Regions from separate parts of the Sus scrofa genome. Here region 2 is linked to region 1. A link is a contact called in public HiChIP or PLAC-seq data. All regions are on one chromosome and are shown on one strand. The core of a region is the stretch at or near the end of the contact, and the rest is flanking DNA. Distances in the headings are between cores, read along the strand shown.

Region 1 (3,596 bases), core at 583-3,082:
AAAAAAAAACCAAAAAGAATGTGACATAGGCTGTACATGGCTCACAAAGCCTAAAACATTTACTAACCCTTTTTCTATAAAAAAGGGTTAACCCCTGATCTTGTATATGTTGTGGCCTTACAATTAATTTCATTGATCATCTTTTCCAACTCATTCAGAGGGTTCAGGAGGCTGGAGGAGAGGTAATGTCCACTATCTATTGTGTTGCTGAGATACTCCCAGCTGCTTGCTGAGATACTCCCAAGCTCCTCTCTTTTTGGGGGATGGAGGTACAGGGAAGGCCTCTGGGGACTGAAATATCTCCAAATCTCTCCTTTAAATAATAAGTCCCTATTAATAACATTCTTCTCAGTTTTCTATAGTAAATGGGGAAAAAATGAAAAGAAGTTGAGAGAAAAGAGAATTATGAGGAAAGTTCCAACAGAATTATAAATACAGCAACTATTTCCACAGGACAGGTGAAAGGTACAATTTAAACTGGGAGATTCTCAGGACTGGGTCCTGAATTGAGCAAGTAAGAAATAGAATCTTGGCAACTACGGACAAAAAAGATGTACTGAGGGCTTACCTTGCGCCAGGCACTGTAGCTAATAGGACAAAGTCAAATAACCCTCAAAATAGCTCTTCCTGCCATGTGTCACTATGTTAATTTTACAGAGAAGTAAGTGTGGAAACGTAATATAAATACCACCAGAATGAATTAAGCGTATTCAAAGAAGCATTTAATAAACATACAATTACACTACGATCACAATGATTTGTCTCTTTTTAAGGCAGTTTACTTTGGTCTGCTTTCAAAGAAAAGTGACATTAACAACCTAGGACACACACACCTTCACAAAAAAGGGTTTATGAAACAATTTTTAAAAATTACAGAAATGTGATAAATGTGTAACAGTAGCAGATTTTATCACCTGCACTTAAATGTTATATACGTGCATACTTTTGCTTGGTACTGGGAAAATGCCTAACACCAGAGGGCCACAGTGTAATGTACTTTTATCAAGTTGTTAAACCCCTACCCACCTGAGGAAAAGCAGTTATCTGTTTTTAGAATGGTAGGCCGGGAGGTCTGAGAGAAGAGGGTCAGAGAAGTCCTTAAAGCAGGCCAGGACCAGAGCTGGGCGGTGGATTAGTAACGGCGGAAGAGGGGCAGGCCCGGCCACTGCAGCTCAGCAGCTCTAGTCATCGGAGATGCCCGGTCACCCGGGGGAGGATGTTCTCTCCGCATTCCCCACCCCCGCATCCCACCGCAGCCTAGAGGGCAGGAGATCCTGGGAAATCTTCTCCCCAACGCCGTCCTCCCTTCCTCCCGCTCAGGAATGTTGGGAGCGGACCGATTAACCCTACCCGACCCTGACACCGCCCCGGGGGCACCCCGACCCGGGCACCCGCACCTTGATGGGCTTGGTGTCGTTGGGGCTGAGGCACTGGCCGTGCATCTCCTCCATGGCCCTGCACGCCTGCGAGCTGCGGGCAAACTTGACGAAGGCGATGCCCTTGGACTCCTTGGTGTGTTTGTCCCGCACCACCCAGATGTCCTGGATCTCCCCGAAGGGCGAGAAGCGCTCCCTCAGCACAGACTCCGGCGTGTACTTGCTGATCACCAGGAAGATGCGGCTGTTGGGCGGCTCGTCCAGGCTGTCCACGCCCGGGCGGAAGCCCCCGCCGCTCGCACAGCTGCCCGCTTCGTCCATGGTGCTCCACCCCAGCGCGGGAGCCAGGCCCGAACCACTCTACTCCACCTCGTTCCGACCCGTGCCGGCCACCGCCTCAGCCACACTCCTAGCGGTTGCCGCTCCAGCGTCCGCTTCCGGAAGACGGAAGAGTCCGGCGCCCGGGCACAGGCGAGCCGCGCAGGGCGCTGGCTTCCGGGGAGCGGCCTGCAGCTCCCCCTGACGGCCTGGAGGAGCCTGATATGCGGTCCGAGCATCCAATCCGAAGACAGAGCGCGCATATTAGGTGTGTGATCCAGGTTCCCTGTTGTTAGAACAGCAATGCCTGGTCCTCCGGCTTCCCCGAAACTGGCTCTGCTCCACCCACAAAGCCCACGAACTCTTCCCCCAAACTTGCTATCTTGGTCTTAAGCTCACTAGAAGACTTCTACAGAACAGAGTTAAAACTGTTTAGTCTGCTGAAAACGAACCTTTAAGACCGATCATCCAACTTCAGGCTCATTTGTTGAGAAAATTGAGATGAAGAATTGGAACCCAAGGAATAGCAAAAGGTAACAGAAATACAAATAACAGAGTCAAAACCAGAAATAACGCCATCTGCTAATCTACTCAACTCCTACGAGCACCCGTGGGTGTTTTGAGATCAGAACTAGGGAAAGTCCTAACGTGCAAGCAAAGTGGAAAATCTGTACTGACATCTAAGGCTTCTTGTTAAAGGGGCCTTGAGGATAGGTCAGCAAAAAACTAGCAGAAATCCAGAAATAAGGAATGAAGTGAAAGGAATAAACAACAACAACAACAAAATGGTCCAGGAAGAGAGCTTCTTAAATGTTCAAGTCTAGAGTGCTAAGACCTGGGTTGCTATGAATGCAAACAGATAAATAATACCACTTATTGCCGGCCAACCATAAGTCAGGCTTTGTGCAAATAATTAGACATACAATAAGGAAACTTAGGGACATGATGCTTACCCTCAGAGAGCGTTTTTTCCTATTGTGGAAGTATTACATGAAAATATATCATGCAAAGTAGTATCAGATTGTGTTAAATGATTTTGCTACTGAATTGTGTGAATTTGAACAAATTACTTCATGTTTCCAACTTGTTTCCTCAACTGTAAAGTAGAAATAGTATTACCTACTAAATAGTGTAGTTGTCAAGTTTAATTAATTCATCAATTCTATTAAGCAAAAAATGTTTTGACCATCTACTCATCTACTGTGTGTTGGGCACTGTGTTATACCCCAATGAGACAGTGCTGAAGAAAATGATCACTCTCCTTCCCTTATGAAGTTAACAGATGGGGTTTGTATAGTTAGGACTACTTGAGATAATACATATAGAGCAAATAGTTTAGGGATCAAATGAGAAAATATGTGTACAGTGCATGATAAAGATTAATTTTCTTATTTCCTTTAATTGTGGTGTCCACTCCCCCACTATTGATATTGTATAGTTGTACAATGGCAGCTAAGAGTTAGGGATTCTGAATTCTCACTCTGGCTTTAGTGCAAAATTGTGACAATTTCTCCTTGCATTTCATTCTGCATCTGTAAAATGATGGCTCTGTTTACCCTGGAGCTTAGCACATTAAGGAAGTAACTTATTTTCTTTCCACTTCTCATTATCTTACTCAAACCAATCAAAGTGAATGAAAACAATGTGGTAATGTAATAATTTTATTGATGTCAGGAAAAGTACAGATTCTAGCAATACTATTTGCACACTACTGCCATCTAGTGGAAAATGTATAATTTTCTTAAACTGAATTTAACTGGGAAATTTCTATTCTTTGTGAAACAAGATTACTCTTTGGTATCCTGAAAATTTTAGAGCAGTTAATTTTATTTTAGAACGGATAAAAAATTGCATGAAACAAAACCAGGATCAGAAATCTTGGAAAATGCCAGCAAAGCGTAA
Region 2 (3,596 bases), core at 377-2,876, 390 kb before region 1:
GGCCTGGACTCCTCCTCACCCTCCGTCAGGCCCGCGGATGGCTGTCCCTGGGCTCCCTCCCGGACCGTCGGCCCTCCGGGGCCTAAACCTCCCAGGCCCAAACCGACGGACTCGAACCCCGCTGCGCGCGCGCAGCCTACCCGAAGACGAGCCCCGGGCGCACACGTCCCGCGGGCGTTACTTAGGCCTCTCAGGTTTTCCTATAACTGACCCTTAGGTCCTCCCAGAGGTTGTTTTTTTCAAACTACTACTTATAATAATAATAAAAGACTTCCTATTTATGTTTCCTTCATATTCTCCTCACATTCGGGGGGGGGGGTCTGAGAAATTATTTCCTAGGCAGGTGGTGTGCCCCTGAGATTCCCCCGGCAAGGAACCGCGAGGGGCCCCAAGGAATTACCACACCGACAATGAATATTAGGTAGCCATAACTTCATTTAAATATAAAACATGGAAGAAAACTTTGGAGTTTATTTTACTCAAAAAATAGGGGCTTTCCTAGCCTTTATAATTTTTAAAATCCTGTTTGGAAAATGATCATCGTCTTATATAAATGACAATTTTCAAATCTATAGATATCGCAGGCTCAGTGCTGCGGCTTTTCTCAGCATCACCAAGGTGGATAACGCCTCCTCTTAAGCAACCTCCCCCAGATAACACCCAATCCAGGCCTTCGCTGAAGTTCTTCTGGTTTGGGTAAAAGCCTTTGGGTATTCACTTGAAAATAAAGTGAATTGGTAGACAGATGGATATGTAATAAATCGAATACTTTTAAACGTTAATGGTAGCATCCAAGTAGTCGAGGTGATGGCATAGTAAAGTTCATTTGTTCTACAGGAAAGTTTTTCATACTAAAATGTTGAAGGTGGGGATGTAAGGCTGGCTTTGTGTCGGACTTGGTCATATCCCTGCTGTGTATTAACTGTTAGGTTGAAACAGAATGCCCAACACTCAAATTACGTCGTGTTCTCGTCTGCGTGATTGTGGATAATTACCCATCTCGCAGAGTTTGTAAGAAAAGCCACCCTGTCAAGAGCTTTTCCCAGACTTCAGTAAGCGCTCAAGTCAAGGGCGACCCCAAGTGTTGAGGGAAGGAAACACAAACCTGCAACAGCTATGGAATTAAGGAGTCGGCTCTTGGAAACGCCTTTAACTGGGCGGGGAGCAAAAGCACTCATATTTACCAGCGTGAGGTATAGCCTGGAACCTCTTAAAAGCACGACTCTGACGTGGAGAAGGCGCTTCAAAAACACCCCAAAAGCAGAATGCCCCCCCCATGCCCACCAGTTCTCTAGGGATATAAGGAGAATCCTTTCACGCCTAGAAATGAAAGTCCTATTCTCCAGCTACAACATCCCACCCTAGTTTTTTTATTTTGTCTTTTGCCGGTTTCAAAAGGTTACGCGAGCGTTACTATGGACCCCTAAGGAAACTGGCTGTGAAATACACGGACTTAGGGAGGAAATAGCGGTGCAAGGGTGCAATGTTGCCTTAGCGACTGAGGACAGCCAACCAGAGGGTGGGGTACCACGGGGACAAGATCCCAAGCCAACCCACAAAAATTCTGCGGCTAGGCGTGCCTCTGGGAAAGGGGGCGGGGCCACGCTTCTACCGGGCCCCTGCCCTTTGTGACGTAGACAATGCCTGCCACGTGGCAATACCTGACTGCGGGGGCTGCCACTGCACGCGAGTGACACGCATCAGGGAACGCGGTGGCCGTCGGGGCCGACTCCAGCGATCATGCATTTTTTATTTAGATTAATCATTTTCTTTTACGTGTGGGGCATTTTTACTGCTCAGGGACAAAAGACAGAGGAGAGCACAGAGGAAGTGAAAATAGAAGTTTTGCATCGTCCAGAAAACTGCTCTAAGACAAGCAGAAAGGGAGACCTGCTAAATGCACATTACGACGGCTTCTTGGCTAAAGACGGCTCGAAATTCTACTGCAGGTAGGAGATGATCCGAACGGCTCCCGCGTCCAGTTGATGCATTAAATCTACCCTCCCTACACCAACCAGAAGCCTAATTTGTTGGTTGGTTTGTTCGTTCTTGTTTTTTAACGGTAAGAGTTGAACCTTTTATTTCTAGGGGGCGGGGGAATCAGATTTGATACAATCGTTCCCTAATAAATAGAATATTATCTTTTAATTGAAAAATGTTAGCCCAAGAAGTTATCAAAAATACGTTACATTCATACACACACACCCTGGACCACCACCACTAACTACTCTTGGAACCTACAGAAGTAAGTTATTGTAAGAATGTTCACACTTCTCTTGGCTGTGGGCTAGAGTCTCTTTACAGAAGATTTCGTAGGGTAGTTTTAAGAAACATTATCCGGGCTTCAGGAGCACAGTATTTACTGTCAAGCCACTTTCCACCTGTATAGAGAAGCCACTACAACAGCGACTTTCCTTGGTGACTTTCCCTATGCCCTTCCCATGCCTCTCATCCCACCACTACTCTGATTTAATCCATGTTTTATTACTCAGACGTAGGATGTCTTTTCTCCTTGTGCGCTACTACCCTATAAAAATAGGATTGGAGACTGTTCTTTCGATTTAGAAGAAAATAGCCCAGAATGGTAAAATATTTGGACAAGCCATGCAGCTAGATAGGGGTAGGAGACCCATTAAAAGGTTAACTGTTGAGTAGTTGTTGTAAAGATAACAATAAAAAAGAAAATGAGATGACTCCTAATGACTAACTTTGGGCAAATTATACCTCTACCTAGCTATTAGGAGGGACGTTTGAGCCAAACACCCCACCAGGGGGTTCAGAAGTAGTCTTAATATAGCGAAAGAGATGGCTAGAGAGGACTCCAGTATTAAATTGGAACTAAATGATCAGCTGTATTTTAAATTTTGATTTTATTTTTCTTGAAACCAACTTACCTAGGTGTTATTTTTAATTATAGTCGGACACAAAATGAAGGCCACCCCAAATGGTTTGTTCTTGGTGTTGGACAAGTTATAAAAGGCCTAGACATTGCCATGATGGATATGTGCCCTGGAGAGAAGCGAAAAGTGATTATACCCCCTTCCTTTGCATATGGAAAGGAAGGCTATGGTAAGGTGTTTTAATATGTATATCTCGGGACTTCCAGTCCTGGCTCAGCTGTAATGAACCCTACTAGTAACCATGAGGGCTTGGGTTGAATTCCTGGCCTTGATCAGTGGGTTAAGGATCTGACATTGCCTTGAGCTGTGGTGTAGGTCGCAGATATGGCTCAGATCCTGCGTTGCTGTGGCTGTGGCGTAGGCTGGCAGCTGTAGCTCCAATTCCACTCCTAGCCTGGGAACTTTCATATGCCCTGGGTGCGGTTTTAAAAAGAAAAAAAAAATGTATATCTCTAAGTTATATTTAAAAATAAATCATATACTTCTGGGTACACAGTCAAAAAAAATTGAAAGCAGAGTCTTAAAGTTATATCTGTATAATCACGTTCATAGCAGCACTATTCAAATAGCCAAAAACAGAAAATAACCCATGTCCATTGACAGATGAATAGATAAACAAATTGTGGCATTCAATGGAATATTATTCAGTGTTTAAAAAGAAGGAAATTCTGACATGCCACAGCACACTAAAACACA

Evidence for each region. HiChIP or PLAC-seq counts read pairs in DNA pulled down with a chosen protein or histone mark.
Region 2: a contact with region 1 is called in an H3K27ac HiChIP or PLAC-seq map of alveolar macrophages. The contact joins the promoter of FKBP7 here to the promoter of RBM45 in region 1. A contact is called at or near these places in 1 of 47 Hi-C or Micro-C datasets (heart right ventricle) and 2 of 2 datasets of contacts at active chromatin or transcription factors (alveolar macrophages and skeletal muscle).

The regions. Positions count from the first base shown.
Region 1 is chr15:83,791,085-83,794,680 of Sscrofa11.1, reverse strand. RBM45 (RNA-binding protein 45) reads right to left here and starts at 1,832. Exons shown (of 7, transcript XM_021074965.1): 1 at 1,398-1,832. The coding sequence starts at 1,697.
Region 2 is chr15:84,180,900-84,184,495 of Sscrofa11.1, reverse strand. FKBP7 (peptidyl-prolyl cis-trans isomerase FKBP7) reads left to right here and starts at 1,626. Exons shown (of 4, transcript XM_005657565.3): 1 at 1,626-1,949; 2 at 2,918-3,069. The coding sequence starts at 1,741.